Linked DNA regions of Sus scrofa: all the other regions are linked to region 2. The links are chromatin contacts, called in public HiChIP or PLAC-seq maps. All regions are on one chromosome and are shown on one strand. The core of a region is the stretch at or near the end of the contact, and the rest is flanking DNA. Distances in the headings are between cores, read along the strand shown. Region 1 holds the start of ILF2 (interleukin enhancer-binding factor 2). Region 2 holds the start of GATAD2B (transcriptional repressor p66-beta). Region 3 holds the start of TPM3 (tropomyosin 3).

Region 1 (3,106 bases), core at 216-2,715, 210 kb before region 2:
TAACTCCATAAAATATTTAAACAAGCATAGAAACTAGAAGAGCCATAATTTAAGCTCTCACTACCGTTACATTAACAGATAAACCAAAGATACAATTAACTGTTCAAAACAAAGATTCTAATCCTGTTACTACCAACTGTAGTCAAGGAACTATGTTCCCCACCCAGTTTACACTGCTTTTGTATGTAAAGCAATACAGGCTGACTCAAAACCCAATCCCACTCACTAACCCCCTTTCCTACTCCAACCACCATTTGACTTTATTAACAGGGAGACCCTAGGCTCCAGGAAACAAGTGAACTGCGGTCAAGGTACTCACCAAATAGAAATCAAATGGGATATGTGGCACAAACGGCCTGAACCTAAAAAATGAAAAACAAGTCAAATTATTCACCACAGAAATCAAGTGGTTTTAGCATAAAGGGGCCAGAACTCTCATTTAGGAGAGCACGGAAAGAATGCTTCTAAACCACAGCTGGAGCTCACAAAAGCAGGTAAGATTAGTCCGCTCCAAACACCCCATTTAGGTGACTGAAATGGAAACTAAGTGTGCAGAGATGCTAAAAACTGGCACTCACCCTCCTCCTGGGCCTCCTCTGGAACCAAAGCGCCCGCCACGACCACGGCCTCTGTCCCCCCTAGAAATGCATAAATACATTTTTAACTTGGTTCTCACCGCGTTGAAACGACCTCCACCATACCGGCCATATGATTTCAAGTTCGCTTACCGCCATCTCCGTGAACTTCCGTTTGGAAGCTAAGAGATCCCATTCCCACTGACAACACTTGCTCTCCATCCGTCCCAAGCGCCCAGCCTCAACCCCCAAGACCGCCTCCTTCTGGGTAATTTAATCACATCAAATACTGACGAGGTTCAGTGAGCCCTACAAGAAATGCCCCATAATTCCCGGGGCGCGCCAGCCCTAATACTTCAGAGACTAACGAGATTGCTCATTTATTCGTAACTAGTAAAAGCATCTAACGGCAACCCTATACGTCAAGCACTTAGCCTGGAGTATGAACGAGGCACGTTCAAGCCTTCTCAGTCTAGATGGTGGTCGGGGTGGGGAGGTGGTCCTCCTGGGAGGTGAGGACAGCCCCTCATCTAACCGCCCCCGCTCCCGCTTCCCCTTGCCTGGGCCCCACCCCCATCCCTGGCCCACGTTTCCCCGCCTCCGCGGCCCCCGACTTCCCCCACGCTCCCAAGCGGGAGTTCTCAGATTTCCGTGCAGCCCCCAGATACACGGCCCTTCAAGACCTCCGAGTCCTTTCAGCCCGCGTACCCAAAGTTTTTGGTCGAATACTCGAAACCCTTCCAGAGCACCCCACGACCCTTACCTCATGGCGTCCCAAAGTCCGAACAATGGAGGCCACACCAACCGCCCCTTTCCTCCGAGAAGCCCTCAACTGGAGAGGCGGCTTGCCGGCGTATGCCAACAAACCCCGGCGTGATTGGCTCCCGCCGTTCTGCACCACTTATGCCTATTGGTTCACTTCAGCAAACCGGGTTTATGAACCAATAAAAAGCCCCTACTATGTCAGGGACCAGCCAATAAGAAAGGACTTGACAGGAAAGACTTTTTTTTACGGACACCAGGGGGCATGGTGTAGAGCAATCAGGTTGGCTAACACTCAGAGAACTTTCTATACGATTTTTGAAAAATATCTTGCCGAGCTAGCAGAGTGGCGCAGCGGAAGCGTGCTGGGCCCATAACCCAGAGGTCGATGGATCGAAACCATCCTCTGCTAGGAGAGCTTTTCTTTCTTTTCCCCCCTCCTTCCCACTCCAGGACAGAAACTCTTGTTTTTCTAGTAGATGTAAATACCGCACTCCTATGTTTTCCTCCTTAGAAGCTAATTTTTGCCAAAAGCAGGCAAATGGCGCAAGCAGGCGAAATGGAATAGGAAGGGACTTAGGCAACTATGACTACACGTCTGGATGTAGTTCACAGAGACTAGAAACTTGAGGCAGGAGAAGCGGATTTGAATATAATAATTGAATCGGAGAGGAGAAATACTGATGTGGAGGGGCTAGAAGGCAAACTGAGACAGCCTCAGGAAAGAGAGTTCAGATGAAGAGAACAACGGAAATGACTGGAGAAAAAGACCAGACCCATCCCTCTTGCCCAGTATCCCCTCATTTCTCCTTTCCTCACTCGGCAACCTCCCTGGTGGATTTTACTCTTAAACGAAGCTTCACAGCCACATATAAGGATAAACTGCTGTTGCATTTAAATCAATCATATTACAAGTTGCTCTTTGTCCTGTTTCTCCCTCTTCTTGCCTTCTTTTTCACTGACTAATATTTATTATTCCTTCCCTGCCTCTGTCAATAGAAAGTTACGCACTTTTTCTGCTCCCTCAGTGGTTACCCTAAAAATTTCGTGCCTCCTTGAAAGGGCAGAGTCTAATTTTACCCTCCTCGTGAAAAATGCAGGAGTAATTTAATTCAATTTACCACACTGACTCTAGAATTATATATACTATTGTGTAACTTTTAAGTATTACATTGACGTATTATTTACTACAGCAAAATGCACAGATCTTAAATCTACAGCTCCAATATTTTTGAATAATGTATTCTGCCCTTGTAATCACCGCATAGATTAACATAAAGAATATTTTTAGCACCTGACAAATTTGGCTTATACGCCTTTGCTCTCCCCCTGGAGGCAAACACTATTCCAATTTCTCTTATTGTAGATTGGTTTCGTCTGCTCTTCACATAAATGGACTCACAGCCTATGTGTTCTTTTTCCTCTGGCTTCTTTTGCTTGGCACATTTCAAAATTTTTCCATGTTTCTGCATTTATCAGCAATTTGTTCCTTTTTACTTGTTTATTTATTTTAGCCCCACAGGGCATGCGGAAGTTCCCAGGCCAGGGATTAAACCCAAGCCGCAGCAGTGACGAGACTGACAGGAGTGTCAATGTGGGATCCTTAACCACTCCTCCTTTTTATTTATGAGTAGCATTCCATTGCATAAATATTCCACTGTTTGTTTATCCATTCTTCTGTTGATGAGTTCAGACCTCCAACAGGCTGAGCCACCGGCAAACACATCTGGGTCGTTTCCAGTTTGGAGACATTATGAATAAAGCCGCTA
Region 2 (2,777 bases), core at 198-2,697:
CTTAGCTGAAATACACTATGTTAAGTATCTCCCGGCTCTCTTCACACGCACACAAAAGCCTTCTAAATAATCATTTATCAGAAATGAGAAAACTGGTTCTCAGAAGGCTACCTGATTCTCCAGATGACAGCAGAAGAAAAGGTTGATAGGTAGTTCAGTTAGCAGCCACATGCCACCCCCATCAATGCCTCCATCTCCACTTCAGTGCCAACCCTATGAACTAATATTTTGTGTTTGGAGGGAAGTTAATGCTGGGGAAGAATCCAAAGAGACTATCATACCTTTATGAAGGGGGAACGCTGTCCTGGGCCGGCGAATGGCACCCAAACCTCTGCACTTACAGGAGTGGCTAGCTCCTTCGTGTAATTGAGAGCAGGATAGCAGAAAGTACTCTAAGTCTGGGTTTGGTTTAGGGAAGGGCAAGTTCTAGTTCCATCGACCCTCAGGCACTGGACTGGGATACAGACCAAGCGGGTCCCAGCAGCCCAGCTAAAAAAGGGGGTGGTTTAGTCGCTACAGAATACAAGTACCCACATCATACAGGCTGAGACAATCCCCTTCTACCAGAGGGCGAGGGAACCGTGGACGATGAAATAAAGGGGTAAGGTTTTGCCCTCCTGGCCCCTTTGCCTAAATAAAGATAATCAACCCGTGCTTCCTTCACCCTTAAGGATCCCCCATTTGTCCCAACCGCCGACAAACACAAGACTGAGAGTAGGGAGCGGCCCCCGCACCCTGAGGGCACCACTGGGGGTGGAGAGAGTTAAGGGGGGGCGCGCTAGAGAGGAAAGGAGGGGAGCATGGCGGGCATGAGGCAGTGAGTGAAAGCGGGGAAGGCGGGGGAAACGGGGCGCGAGGGAGGGGAGAAAGAGTAAAAGGAGAAGAAATGAAGGGACTCGAGCTGGGGGCGCGCAAGGCCGAAGTGAAAGACCGGGGCGCGCGCGCGGAGCGGGGGGAGGGGATGAGGTGAAGGGGAGCGCGAGGCGGGGGCGCGCAGTGCCGGGGTGGGGGGAGGGGGACGCAAGGCGGGGGCGCGCGGGCGGGCGTCGGCTCGCGGGCGCTTCCCCTCCCCCCGCCCCTCCACCTTTCCCTTCCCCCACCTCCGCCACCACCGCCTCCTCCCAGCCTCCCTCCCTTCCTCGCTCCTCACCGCCCCCGGGCGGGCGGGCGGCCAAGCTGGCCTAGGCCAAAGCTCCTCACCTGGCGGTGGCGGTGTAACTCCCGGCTAGCTCGCCTCCTCAGGCGGCGGCGGCGGCGTCGAAAAAGGAAGAGGCGACGGCACAGTGGGTTCCGGACCCCGCTGACGGGACTTGGGGCGGGGGTGGGGGAGGGGGGCGGGCCGGACCGGGGCGGGCGGGCGGAGCAGACACTGCGGTACAGACGGGGGCAGCGGCGGCGGCGGCGGCTGCACCGGCGGCGGCGGCACCACACAAACAAGGACGCTGATTGGGCAGCTGCCAAGCGCCTCGGCTCCGCCTTCCCCACACGCCACGACGCCCATTGGGCGACCTGAGCCGGCCTCCCCGCCCTCCTCTTCTCGGCCGTACCAATAGGAGATGGGATGCCCGGGCTACACCCCACCCTTGAAGAGTGAGTGGCTGGAGAGGTGATGATTGGCGTACTTAAGACCCAGTCCTAAACGGAGGAGGGGGATGGTCTAGCGGGGGCGCGTTAATGGGTACCTCGGCCAGTCCCAGACACATCCGGGTCTTCAGCAGCCCATTAAGTGTCGGGGGTCAAAAAATCGCTTCAGGGCTGCAACTTTACCTTAGAGACGTTTTGGTCCCCAGGCAGCCGCCGTACCCCAGTATCCCCAAAACCGGGATTCCCCTTTGGCCATTTCTCATTCTTCCAATTCTAAAGATGGAGACGGGGGAACGGCGCTGGGGTCTGCGTTGGGTGGTGTTACATCGCGACAGAATCCAGGAATTTCACGATAAAAGTGGCTTGAAGCGCTCGGGCCTTGCAGTCTACTTGGGGCGTGGCCTGTCTCCGTCTGCCAAAGGCCTTGAGCTTCCTGGTCTTCATTGTACCTCAGCGTGGTCCTGTCGTGACTGAAACCCGATAGGAGAAAAAAAAGGCAGCTGGCCAAATTGCTGAGAAATTACGCCGTGCAGAGCCCTCGCAACTCCCTTTCTAGGGATCTCCTGGTCTAGTCAGGTTCACAATGAGGGAAACAGTCTCCCACGCCACCTAATCGACTAAAAAGGCCCAGCTCCTGCTGGCCTCCGTACTTCCCCAAAGCAGTAAGGCCCACCTAGACTCTCAGCGTTTCTCCAGCACATACCACAAGTATTGTTCATTTCTTTTTTTAATTTTCCTTTATTAAAGTATATTCGATTTACAGGTGGTGTTCTTGAGCACCTTGAGGACAGGCACCAAGTCTCTGAGTCAGTGTGTTAAAACAATAATAGCTAACGTTTGTGGAAAGAAATTGTGAGACACTGTGCTATATGTGAATATTTATTCTTTTAAGAGCTTTACGTGGATTCGTTTATTTACTGCTCAAAACTCTGTTAGAGTAGAAACTGTTATCCCCATTTTGCAGATGAGGAACGTGAGGTACAGATCAAATGCGTTGCCCAAAGTTACACAAGATAAGTGGCAGAGCTGAAATCTAAACTTAGGCAGGTTCAGGTTCAGAGAGACTAAGGAACTTGCAAAGATCAGACAGCTAATTAGTGAGTAAGCCGTGGTTTGAACACGGAAATAACTGGTTCCAGGAGCACTAGAATGTGTTTTTCGAATCACTTATAAGTCATGCTATGGGAGTTCCC
Region 3 (2,725 bases), core at 159-2,658, 220 kb after region 2:
TCCAAAACCAAAGCCTCAACTCAAGATATCAGCTCCACCTACTAGACTGCACCCTAGACCCTGAAAAGCTCATAGCCTACTATAACAAATCGCCCTTCTAAACAGAAAGTGGTTTCAAGAATCACCCCTCGGCTCATTAACATTTTATGTTCCATCTTTCAGTAGAACAAATATTTACTGAACTTAAACAAAACAAAACACTGTAGTGGATAATTGGGAAAGGAGCAGAGTAACATCACTAGAGACCCCCGGGAATTCATTATTTGGAACTCGGTATCTTGACTCCATCAACCACGCGAACTAGAAACCTTGACAGAAATTGGCACCCCATCAGATTCTCTGCAACATACACTCGCTTATCAGCTCTGCTTGGACGAAGTGTTCTTAACCTGGTCAGCTAGCACTCTTCACACTTCAGCAATAAACGCCTGAATCTGGCATAAGTTCCTGCCTTCCAGGTCATCGTGGAAGCTAGGCAAGTTTTTGTTGATACCTACATTTGCACTAACAGAAGGAGTGAAGTACCATCTCCTCCCCTCCCTCTTCACGTCGACAGAGAGAATGGGTTCAGCAGTTGCAAGGGCTCCCCGTAAGAGGAAAGGGCCCCAGGCCGGAGGATGGGAGGCGGTGCTGTGGCCTCAACCTCCTCCAGGGAGGGCACCGCGCTTCCTCTCGGCCGACTGCTGCCTCATTTCCTGAGCAGGAGGAGGGAGCGGAAAAGCTACCAGCAGGCTAGGCTGGGGGCTTTCCGGCGGGTCCCACCCTCAACCCCCACCCTTTCACCTTAAATTCGGCTCTGCCCCTCCCAGACTGGAGAGGCAGCCACCTACTCTCACCCTTGAGGCCGGAAACCCCAACGAGAGCAAAATCCCCCCCGCCCTCGACGGGGAAGTGGGGGAGGGAGAGGCCGCTTGAGCCCCTCCCCCGGCCGCGCCCGGCTCAGAGCGACTGAATGAATGAGCTGGGAGAAAGGAGGAAAACCACTCCTCAGGCCCGCGAGGCTCAATTCCTTCAAAGGTCACGCCTGTTCGCTCGAGCACCCCGTTCCCCCCTCACCCGCTAGATGTCCAAAGAAGCTGAGCCCCACCCAACCTCCGGGCTCCAACTTCATCACCAAGTATGCTGGCCCTCTAAGGACCGTGCTCGTTCGCAAATATGGGACCTAGTTCGGGGTCCCATCTGCTCCAGCGCCTGCCATTCCCTCACTCGCCTCGCCCTCTCCGTACCTGTTCCCGGGCCCGCCTTTCCCCCTCCACTTCCCGCTGGAGGCGCTCGGCCCTCTCCTCTGCATCATCGGCCTGCTGCTGCAGAACCTGGATCTTGCGCTTCACCGCCTCGATGGTGGTGATTCCAGCCATGGTGCCCACCCAGCTCCTGCTCGCAATCGGGTTCCTGCCTTCTCCGCTCGGCGCTGCAGCCGCTTCTCACCCCTACTTCCGCCTGCTCCGCCCTGAAATACCGGAACTCGCCCACCCGCCCGGACGTGACGCCACCACCGCCGCGCCCTCCCACCGCCAGGCAGGCGGGAAGGCTGTCCACTGGAGGGAGACCAGCCGCGGGGAGCGAAGGGCGGGACCGCTCAGTCGCCCGGGGCGACCGCTCCCAGCATTTTCCTCCAGCAGGCAAAGGGGGGCGGGGTTGGAAAGAGGGAGGGCTACCATGGTAACCGGAAGGCGCGTGGTGATTAAACCTCTCCAGCCGCGGGGCTGGCTGTCCACAATGGTTGGCCTGTGAGGCCCCTTACACACTCGCAGTTGACCCCTCACTTCCCCAGAGCTGATCGGCCACTACTTACCCAGCTGATCCACCACCACTTACCCGCTAGGGCACCCTGTGTACCTCTCCACCATATACCCCATAAAGGCTTCCAAACAGGTACTAAGAAAAAACCTGGTCTTTCTGTGCCTCATCTTCAAAAGAGCCCAGATATCCAGTCTCCTTTCAAAGGCTGCTCAGGTAGGTTCTTTCCCATTTCCTAAAAGTCGATGAAGGGGATTAATGGGGGATGAAGAGATGGGCAGGTTGACAACGCTATCTATTTGGCATCAAGTTTTTTTTTTGTTTTGTTTTTTGTTTTTGTCTTTTTGCCTTTTCTAGGGCCGGTCTCACAGCATATGGAGGTTCCGAGGCTAGGGGTCGAATCGGAGCTATAGCCGCCGGCCTACGCCAGAACCACAGCAACGCTGGATCCGAGCCGCGTCTGAAACCTACACCACAGCTCTCGGCAACGCTGGATCCTTAACCCACTGAGCAAGGTCAGGGACTGAACCCACAACCTCATGGTTCCTAGTCGGATTCGTTAACCACTGCGCCACAAGGGGAACTCCATCTGTTTGGCATCAGTTTTGAACATAAGTGTTCTATTTAAAATACAGGTGTTAAGTTTTCCTCATGGCTCCTAGTCGGATCCTTAATCCGACTAGTATCCGTGAGGATGCGAGTTCTATCCCTGGCCTCGCTCAGTGGGTTAAGTGATCTGCCTTGCCGTCACAGACACGGCAGGGACTGGGTGCTGTTGCGCCTCTGGCGAAGGCTGGCAGCTATAGCTCTGATTGGACCCCTATCCTGGGAACTTCCATATGCCACAGGTGCAGCCCTGAAAAGCAAAAGTTAAAGCATAAAGTACTGGTCTTTTTCCCTGTTACTTTTGAGAGTCAGTAGACACCAGTGATTTACCAACCGGCCGGATTCTCCAGACCTTGAATGATTCAGGACCTGGTAATTA

What was found. HiChIP or PLAC-seq counts read pairs in DNA pulled down with a chosen protein or histone mark.
Region 1: an H3K27ac HiChIP or PLAC-seq map of alveolar macrophages shows a contact between it and region 2. The contact joins the promoter of ILF2 here to the promoter of GATAD2B in region 2. A contact is called at or near these places in 2 of 5 promoter capture datasets (fetal skeletal muscle and liver), 1 of 47 Hi-C or Micro-C datasets (epiblast stem cells) and 1 of 2 datasets of contacts at active chromatin or transcription factors (alveolar macrophages).
Region 3: an H3K27ac HiChIP or PLAC-seq map of alveolar macrophages shows a contact between it and region 2. The contact joins the promoter of TPM3 here to the promoter of GATAD2B in region 2. A contact is called at or near these places in 1 of 5 promoter capture datasets (fetal skeletal muscle), 1 of 47 Hi-C or Micro-C datasets (embryonic fibroblasts) and 1 of 2 datasets of contacts at active chromatin or transcription factors (alveolar macrophages).

The regions. Positions count from the first base shown.
Region 1 is chr4:95,979,221-95,982,326 of Sscrofa11.1, reverse strand. ILF2 (interleukin enhancer-binding factor 2) reads right to left here and starts at 1,465. Exons shown (of 14, transcript XM_005663409.3): 1 at 1,339-1,465; 2 at 579-638; 3 at 320-362. The coding sequence starts at 1,343. TRNAM-CAU (a tRNA gene) reads left to right here and starts at 1,678; the gene lies at 1,678-1,749.
Region 2 is chr4:95,765,659-95,768,435 of Sscrofa11.1, reverse strand. GATAD2B (transcriptional repressor p66-beta) reads right to left here and starts at 1,447. Exons shown (of 11, transcript XM_021089804.1): 1 at 1,201-1,447.
Region 3 is chr4:95,548,510-95,551,234 of Sscrofa11.1, reverse strand. It overlaps TPM3 (tropomyosin 3), which reads right to left and starts at 1,408. Exons shown (of 8, transcript NM_001001632.1): 1 at 1,227-1,408. The coding sequence starts at 1,358.